2 separate regions of the Mus musculus genome follow, and region 2 is linked to region 1. The links are chromatin contacts, called in public HiChIP or PLAC-seq maps. All regions are on one chromosome and are shown on one strand. The core of a region is the stretch at or near the end of the contact, and the rest is flanking DNA. Distances in the headings are between cores, read along the strand shown. Region 1 holds the start of Nectin4 (nectin cell adhesion molecule 4). Region 2 overlaps F11r (F11 receptor).

Region 1 (4,516 bases), core at 571-3,070:
AGAGACAGATCTACTCTAAGGGCAGCGTTAGAGTCCAGATTACAACCCAGGCTTGGTATGGTAATTTATGATCGGTTGAGATCTCTGCTGACTCCACCCACCACCTTCTCCAGACTGACACCGGTTGATTCAGAAACGAAGGCCTTCGTCAAAAATGCACTTAGTTCCCACTGGGGGTTGTGAACTGCCCTGGCACGGCTGACTGGACACAATTATAAACCAAGCCCAGCTTTGAAGGACTTCACAGAGGACAGCTGTCATCCTTCCCCACGGCTTAACACCTTTGCCGAATCTCTGTCCTGCAACAGGCCTCAATCCATGGCTCTTGCATTAAAGCTTACAATTTAGTTAAGGAGATAAGATGAGCACAAATTATGGGCACATAAGCTATAATAAAGAGACTGGCAGAAGCTGAGGAAGAAGAGAAGAGAGGAAGGAGCTGGGAAGGCTTCGTGGGAGATGTGGCATTTGGGGTCACTTTTGAGGGATGAGTGAAATTTGTGAGGAAGGGGGCGGAGTGAGGAAGTGGCCCAGTGGTTGGGAGCTTGTATGCTCAAAGCCCGGGTTCAAAGCCTCCACCTCAAAAACAAACAAACAGAAACCTGAACAGGTAGAGCTGGGGAAGTAGCTTATTGATAATTCACTCTTCCTTTCTGTTTCCAGATGAAAAACCTATCTAACAGATATTTTCTTTCTCTGGTTGTCTTTCCATATTCATGGGTATTTTAAAAATTATTTTTGTTCACCATGGGCAGTGGTGGCGCACGCCTTTAATCCTAGCACTTGGGAGGCAGAGGCAGGTGGATCTCTGAGTTCTGAGTTCGAGGCCAGCCTGGTCTACAGAGAAAGTTCTGGGACAATAGGGCTACGCAAAGAAACCATGTCTCAAAAAAGAAAAAAATATATATATTATTGTTCTTGTTGTTTGAGGTAGAGCCTCATATAGCTCAGGATAGCCCAAGACTCTATGTAGCCAAAGCTATCTGAGAAATCTTGATCTTTGAGCCTTCACCTCCCAAGTGCTGGGACTGCATCCAGGTCTGCACCAGCCTGCCTGGCTTCTACCTGTCTTTGAAATTCTAGTGTGCCAGGGATTTTGCCTCTCTCTTTCAGGAGGTAAAGATTCTCCCCTTCTTGTGGCTCCCCAGCTGGCTCTTGGTGGTTACTCTTACTCAGCCAAACTGGAAATATGTGAAGAGATGAGTCTGAGTGTTACTAGAGTACATACAAGGATAGAGTGAAATTAATACCAGCCCCGCAAAGTCCAGACATGCTATGCTGTCCTCCTCATGATCATGGAGGGCCATGCCACAGAGAAGGAGTAGAAGCCCCCTCTTCCTTTTCAAACTCCGGGCCAGGTGTCAAGCTGTGGAGAGATAGTTCTGAGAAGAAACCAAGAATCCACAGAGCTAATTCCTTGGTCAGTCCCTCCACCTTTTCCATGTAGAGAGACGGCCAAAGGAATGCAATGAAGTTCTTTCTCAGAGGTCTCTGAACTGGCTTCCTGCTTCCAGAAAACCACCAGACTAAGCTTGACCATCCTCTGCAAAGTCCACTCTCCGATTTTGGCCTTCTAAAGGATGAGGGACCAGCAGACCAGGGACATCCTCAGTTCTCCCCTGCTTCTGAGCCACTAAAGCTGAGCTTTTCGGGAGTTTGAGGAACTTGTCAAGGACTTCAAGAAACAGCTGACCTGGCTGGCATATGAGACCGTTGGTTTCCTTTTCTCACACAGGGGCCTTGCCCTTGTTCATCTTGGTGCCTTTCTCTTTAAGGCACTCAGCCCTCCTTCTTGCACCCCCCCACCCCCGCACCTCCCCAATTAGGGGATCACAGTTGGGTCCATACTCTTCCAGGTAAAGCCCCTGTTGAGGATGAAACCCCACTGCCCGCACTCAGATCCTTTCCTTCTCTCCTCCCACCCTGGCGCCCATTAGCTAGCCCAGGCCGTGGGGGCGGTGGCTGCGGAGTCTCCTCTCTGTGCCAGGCCCGGCCCCCGGAGACGCACCTGTTCTGACCTGCTTAGCAGGTTCCCAGGTTTCTGCCTTCGTTGTTGGCCACGGCGTGGGAAGCAGCTCTGGGGGAGCTCAGGGCTCCCGAGCACGGCTTCTTGGGGGTAGCCACGGCTGGGTGGGTAGAACTGGGGCCTGGGTCCCCTAGTGGAGACCCCAAGTGGCATAAGCAGGTACGGGCCGTGCCTGGGGACTCGCTGACTTCCTGACTTCTGGGTCAGAGCCTTACCCAGCTCCAGAACCGGCTCCCAGGGAGAACTCCGTGGAACTCCAGAGTCACTGGGCAGGTCTACCTTTCAGCCAATGCCCCTGTCCCTGGGAGCCGAGATGTGGGGCCCTGAAGCCTGGCTGCGGCTGTTGTTCCTGGCATCGTTTACAGGTAGGACTTGCCTGAACCGTCAGGACTCTTGTTTCTGAGTGCTACCTGGCAGAGACAGACAGTCAGACAGACAGACAGACAGACAGACAGACAGACAGACACACACACACACACACACACACACACACACACACACACACACACACATATCCACACAAACTCGCACACAAACACACCACATACACAAGCATTCCCTTCCCTTGGACTCTGTGTGAAGGAGACCATCTCTTTATATCACTCCACAGCGGTGTCCCAGGAAGAACCAGCGTAGCTCTTCCTTCTCAAGTCCCCTCTGAGCCCCAAAGCCAGGCCACTTAATGTCTGCAGTCCTCAACTATCTCTGCCAAAGCCTTGCTTGCCAAGGTCTCAGTACATACATAGATACAAACGTACATACATTCATACATACATACACACACACATGCACACACACACACATATATACACGCATACACATGTATATGTATATATATCTCGAGCAGGTAGGCTGAAAGGTTGTAAGGTGAGAGCCAAGGACCCTGCCCACCCCAGGGCTTCCTGGAGGCTTTATGGCCTACCCACTACTCACCAGGTGCAGGCTACCTGATGCCTAGGGAGTGGGTGGACATTTCTGTGTCCTTCTTCTCTCATGACAATAGTCTGAGCAGGACTGGGGTGCTTGTTGAAGGACTACAGGAAAGCCAAGAGACTCCTCGCCCTCCTTCCCTGGCACACACACTAATAGGTGGGGAATGATAGGGGTTTCCTACATGATTCGGGAGCTTAGAAGATAAAAGGCCTCCTAAATGGAGTCTCTCCATTTTTATTCCTTTATTATCTCGCCGTTTCCTCTGTTGGATGCCTTGGATCATACCTTCTGCCTGCCGAATATACAGAGAAGAGACATAAACTGTAGGGCTGTATCATTTTCAGAGAGGGAGAGTGTGAACACAGGGCGGGGGTGGAGGGTGAGGGGCACAGTGTAGGAATGCCATTGGCTGTTTCTGGGGACTGAGTAGCCGAGAACTCGTTCTCCTTAGAAAGACAAGGCTCTGTCTGCAGAGGATGGCAGGATCCTTAGCCCAAGAGGCAGCAGCGCCAGGGAATGTCAGTAGTCTAGCAGCACCTGGCAATGCCCTCCCAACCCCCATTCTCAGCTGAAGCTCAAGGAAACAGGGTGTAAATGCCTGGACTGGCGCTCTGGTCTTCTAACTAAGGGTCAGTGGTTCACGCTAATCTCAGGATTCTAAGCTCCAGCCTTTGCCACTGTCCCGTACCCCCAGCCCTTACTCTTAATTCCCATCTTCCAGATAGCCCTTTTCAACTTGTTTAAGCCAGAGGGTGGGGCCCTCTGCTGGGCTGGGGAGCCCAACAGTCGCTTTGCTGTAGAATCTACCCACACTTGAGGAATGGATCCCTGCTGTCACCAGGACTTGGGTGGGATCAAAGAGATCGGCACTTCAACTTCTTCATTTTACAGATAGGAAACCAAGAGAAACAGGTCAGTGAGATCTGCAAGATTACTCAGTGTAAACACCCCAGCGTAGTTGAGAGCGTACTGGATTCAGCCAGGATACTAGATGCTGGCAATGGAACAATAAGGATACTATCCCTGCCTCCCCTTTCCATGCTCCAAAACTGTCCTTTCTAATAGAAGAAGCTCGGTAAAGAGGGAAAGAACTCCTGGCTAGAAAAATCACCCCAGACTTCACCAGATCTGAGAGCAGCTATTCGGAAGAGAAAGGCTGGCTCCAGGATTGCCCAGGAAGCTAGAAACTAATCACAGCTCACTGTGCTTCTGCCGCGATGACCTACACAGAGATGAAGGCCACTCCCAGGGATCCTGGAAACGTGGAGAGTCCTATCATCTCCATCCTGGCTTCTCTATGTGTTGGCATGTCTTTAATGGCCCTACGAACCTAGACTAAATTTTATGTCTCTGAACATCTTTTGAATTTGGAAATCAGGAGCCTTGAGTTCTGATTCCATTTCTTCCATTAATTTGTTAGGTGTTTCTAAACAGCTAAGAGACTCTTCTTCAGGGGAAGGAGGAGGACCGGATGGTCTCTGTGCAGACCCTTTGACTCTGAAATGCTAGACTTCTGTGATTGTCCAGCTCCTGGCTTGAAGTGGAGCATTTGTGATG
Region 2 (4,516 bases), core at 523-3,022, 83 kb after region 1:
CTGTGTGCAACACCTGCAGACTCCTCGAATCCCAGGTGCAGCCATCCCGTTTACAAAACAGCGGGAATTAATGTGTAGAGAACGTAAATATTGTTTCAAGATGATTACATTTAAAATCGCTTTGTAGTCTGGAGAGGTGGTGTAAACAAAGAAATCTCAAGCAGTCACTCATAGTTCTAGCCCTCACTCAGAAAGCAGGGGCAAAAGGATTTCTGTAGGTTTGAAGCCAGCCTGTTCTGGACAGGCACTTCAAGGACTGCATAGTGAAATACTGTCTCAAAAAAGAACAAAGCATCGGAATAGAACTAAAACCACTTTGGTTTTAAAATACAGAACTAAGGAGTTTGGGGAGGTTAAAAGCACTTGTTCTGGGCTGGTGAGATGGCTCAGTTGGTAAGAGTACCCGACTGCTCTTCCAAAGGTCCGGAGTTCAAATCCCAGCAACCACATGGTGGCTCACAACCATCCGTAACGAGATCTGACACCCTCTTCTGGAGTGTCTGAAGACAGCTACAGTGTACTTTACATATAATAAATAAATAAATAAATCTTAAAAAAAAAAAAAAAAGCACTTGTTCTTATAGAGGACTGGGGTTCGGATCCCAGGATATCCCCATGATAGTTTATCACCATCCATGTAACTCCAGTTACAGGGGATCCAGTGCCCTCTTCTGACATCTATCTAGGACTTGAGAGATGGTTCATCAGTTAAGAGCTGAATTTGGTTTCTAGCACCAGTGTTTCGAGGCTCACCACCACCTGTAACTCTAGCCCCAAGGGATCTGTTGCTCTCCTGGCATCTGTGGAAACCCACACACATGTGCACACATAAATAAAAATAAAACCTTACAAACAAAAACAAAACTAGGTTTTAGGAGCTGGGAAGGCAGCTTGGTTAGTTCAGTGCTTGTCTCACATGTATGATGGACGCCTTGGATTCAGTCCGCAGTGATGCATGAAATTGTGCATGGTGCAGTATTCCTGTAACCCAGAATTCAGGAGGTGAAGGCAGGAGGTACAGAAATTGGAGGCTAGCCTGCTAGCCTGGGCTATATGAGACCCCATCCCAAACAAAACAAAAATAATAATTTTAGTTTTCTTCTCCCGGAAACTAGAACTTTAAGAATGTGTTAGTATTAAAATATTACAGAGATTGGATTTGGAAACAAGGTTGCTTTGTTTTGTTTTCCCCTGCATTTGCTATCTCCCCATCTGTCATTCCCATTTAAAAATTGGATTTGTTTTTTTAAGATAAACCTCAACAATAGATAGTAAAGTGAAAGGTCTGCTAGGACCTAATTTGTTTGTGTTCTGTGCCACTCAGCAAATACGTAGTATCAGGCACTATGCTAGCGGTTGAGTAATATTTAAATTAACAAACCAGACGTGGTCTCTGCTGTCTGGGCAATTGCTGGAAAGTCGTGGGAGTGTTTATATGTAGCACAGAGTTTAGGACTTTTATTTTCAAGACAGGACAGCCCTGACTGTCCTGAAACTCACTCTTTAGATCAGGCTGGCTCTCAGACTCGGAAATCCACCTGCCTCTGCCTCCCAAGTGTTAGAACTAAAGGCTTGAGAAGTATTTCAGCGGTGTTTCTGCAGGGGGTAATGAAGGCCTAGGGAAGAGGCTCCGAGAGGACTGGGGTGTGGCCGGTCATTTCCCGGAAAGAGAAAAAGGGACTGTTGCCAAACAGGTAATGAGGGGAAAGGGTGTTTCCCACAGCAGAGAAAGCTTGAGCAAAGGCAGGGATTGGGAAACAGCTGGGAAGTGGTTTTGTGTTGCAACAGCAGAGTGGGTGAGAACTTGGGAAGCTTCACACAACTCAGATGGGGCGGGGAATTCTCTTGCTAGATATTTGCATTTTGACACCTATGCTGCCTAGTGTCCTCCAACACTGGCCACAGAGTTGGATCTGCCTTGGGGGGAAGGCTGTGGAGTGTTGAGGTTGAGTAGCAACCACCTTGCAGTTGTACTGAGTTGGTTTGAAACTTTGCTACTGTTCACTGTTAACTTGGTCTGTGGGTAGAGGTCATTCTTCCATGTTTGCTTGGCTAGGTGTTTTGTTTTGAGACAGGCTCTTTCTATGTCTCTGTAGCCCTGGCTGGCTTGGTATTCTGGGGTGTCCTGGAACTCACAGAGGTCTTCCTGCATATCTTTTTTTTGTTGTTGTTTTGTTTTGTTTTGTTTTTTTTTTTTTTGGTTTTTCGAGACAGGGTTTCTCTGTATAGCCCTGGCTGTCCTGGAACTCGCTCTGTAGACCAGGCTGGCCTCGAACTCAGAAATCCGCCTGCCTCTGCCTCCCAAGTGCTGGGATCAAAGGCGTGCGCCACCACTGTCCGGCCCTCCTGCCTATCTTAAAGGTTGGTTAGATTTTTATTTGGTAGACTTCTTAATTGCTCTAGGTCTCGCTTTCTCCATGTTGAAAATGGCAGTCCTGATACTGTCAGCCATCTCTGAGGGTTGCTGCGGCATTTGAGCGGTTGTGTCCCTGTGCTTGTGACACTGCCTGCTCCATTCCAACTGGGACGGAAGATGGATTTCCAGTACAGACTCACAGCTTGAGGAGGCCGAAAGGCTTGTCTTCAGTTTTGTGGCTTTTTGTGTTGTGAGTCTTAGTGAAGGAGGTATATGTGGTGCCGTACACCTGCAGCTCAGTATTGGGGAAGCTGAGGCAGGAGAATTTCAAGTTCAAGGCTGCCTTGATCTACATAGTGAGTCCATGTCTCTTTCACATACAAAAATTAAACATTCAAAGCAAAAAGTAAGAGAAGCTGGAGCTGGAGAGATGGCTCTGTGCTTAAGAGTGCTGAGGACTCAGGTTCAATTCCCAGCATCCATGTGGCAGCTCACAACTATCATCATTGCTAGTTCTAGAGGTTTTTGACTTCCTCTTTATGACTTCTTTGAGCATGGCACACACATGATGCACAGACATCTGTGCAGACAAAACACTCATCCACATAAAAGACAAATAAATGAAATAACACACAAAAAGAGATATTTTGTTTACCTATTTTTGTTTGATTGTTTTGAGACAGGGTTTCTCTGTAACTCTGACCGTCCTGGAACTTGCTCTGTAGACCAGGCTGGCCTCGAACTCAGAGATATATCAGCCTCTGCCTCCTGAGTGCTGGGACTGAAGGCATACGTCACCACACCTGGCTTTAAAAGTAGATTTTTCATTTTAAGTAAATAAAACTTTATAATGGAGAGGATGGAATTTCTCGTTTTGATTTACCATGTAAATTAAGACTATAAGTAAGAGTATGTTGGGGGCTGGAGAGATGGCTCAGCGATTAAGAACTTTGACTGCTCTTTCAGAGGTCCTGAATTCAATTCCCAGCAACCACATAGTGGCTTTTACAGCTATTTGTAATGGGATCCGGTACACTCTTCTAGTGTATGTCTGAAGACAGCTGCAGTATACTCATATAACTAAAAAATAAATAAAATCTTAAAGAAAAAGTAAGAGTATGTTGGTGTCAGAGGTTAAATTAGAGGCGGGTTGCGGGGTACGTCAGTGATGAGGCCAAGGGAATAATAGAGGGCAGGAAAGTGATACATCCTGTTGTAGGCGGGTGTCCATGAGGGAGAGCCCCTAATTTGGTGGGCTGGGGTTTAAAGCTCCCTTGTATAGTGCTCACTGCTTATTTAAATGTGTCGTTGAAGCAAATGTTGATGTCAGAAGGCGAGGTGTGAACAGATGGACTTAGTGATGGTGATGGTGAGGCACAGTGCTTATTTGGTGCCTCCTGTTGGTCAGATGCTGTTCTAAGCACTTTGGAGTTTGTTTTGAGACCGTCTCACTGTCTCATCTCTTACTGGCCTGGAACTCAGTAAGATCCACCTGCCTCTGCCTCCCGAGGGCTGGGATCACGGTGTGTGCACCATTCCAGGCTAAGCCCTTTATTTGTATTGCCTTGTTGGACCTGCACTTTGATGTAGAAATGGTTGTCATCTCCAGTTTACAGACTGCCAGAGTGCTCACAATGGCTGAAGTGGCCTGCCCCAGTCACGCAGTCCAGTAGGAGACGCAGCTGGGGTTTGCACGTGGGTAGCCTGGTTCCAAAGGCATGTAAGGGACGTGGGCCAGATTGCTTGAGGAGTCTTTGTATGAATAGAAACAGCACGGTGTTGAGGCTGGATTTGAATCATGGGAGGCGTAGGCAGGCATGGTAGACATTAATTAATTAATTTTATTATTTATATAATTATTTATTTAAATTTAGTTTTTGTTTGTTGGTTGGTTGGTTTTGTTTTTGAGACAAGGTTTCTCTGTGTAGCTTTGGCTCTCCTGGAACTTGCTACAGACCAGGCTGGCCTTGAACTCACAGAGATCCGCCTGCCTCTGCCTCCCAAGTGCCGGGATTCAAGGCGTCTGCCGTCATTTCTTGGCTTAGGTTTATTTTTAAATTAAAACAATTATGTCTGATTCGCTGTTGTGTGTGTATGTGTGTTGGGGGCTAACATAAGTCATCGCGCATACACAGAGAGAGGCAAAAGGAAAACTGGTGG

What was found. HiChIP or PLAC-seq counts read pairs in DNA pulled down with a chosen protein or histone mark.
Region 2: a contact with region 1 is called in an H3K27ac HiChIP or PLAC-seq map of microglia, with 3 times the contacts expected there. The contact joins the enhancer-like site here to the promoter of Nectin4 in region 1. A contact is called at or near these places in 26 of 39 promoter capture datasets (the 3T3-L1 cell line, 3T3-L1-derived adipocytes, the C10 cell line and 16 more), 5 of 15 datasets of contacts at CTCF or cohesin (CD8 T cells, the NIH/3T3 cell line, large pre-B cells and 1 more), 19 of 484 Hi-C or Micro-C datasets (the Ba/F3 cell line, the C2C12 cell line, the THB-7 cell line and 15 more), 18 of 115 datasets of contacts at active chromatin or transcription factors (the HPC-7 cell line, bone marrow-derived dendritic cells, bone marrow-derived macrophages and 11 more) and 5 of 9 other capture datasets (adipose tissue, embryonic stem cells, liver and 2 more).

Annotation. Positions count from the first base shown.
Region 1 is chr1:171,368,353-171,372,868 of GRCm38.p6, forward strand. Nectin4 (nectin cell adhesion molecule 4) reads left to right here and starts at 1,821. Exons shown (of 9, transcript NM_027893.3): 1 at 1,821-2,391. The coding sequence starts at 2,316.
Region 2 is chr1:171,451,364-171,455,879 of GRCm38.p6, forward strand. All of the region lies in intron 1 of F11r (F11 receptor), which reads left to right. Among named protein-coding and RNA genes, the nearest start is that of F11r, 16 kb to the left of the region's middle. Within about 2 kb of position 1,773, at least 31 of the 459 cell types and tissues checked have an H3K27ac peak or open chromatin away from gene starts, as enhancers often do. A contact at or near this core is called in adipose tissue, hematopoietic stem and progenitor cells, liver and 2 more, where this site is marked.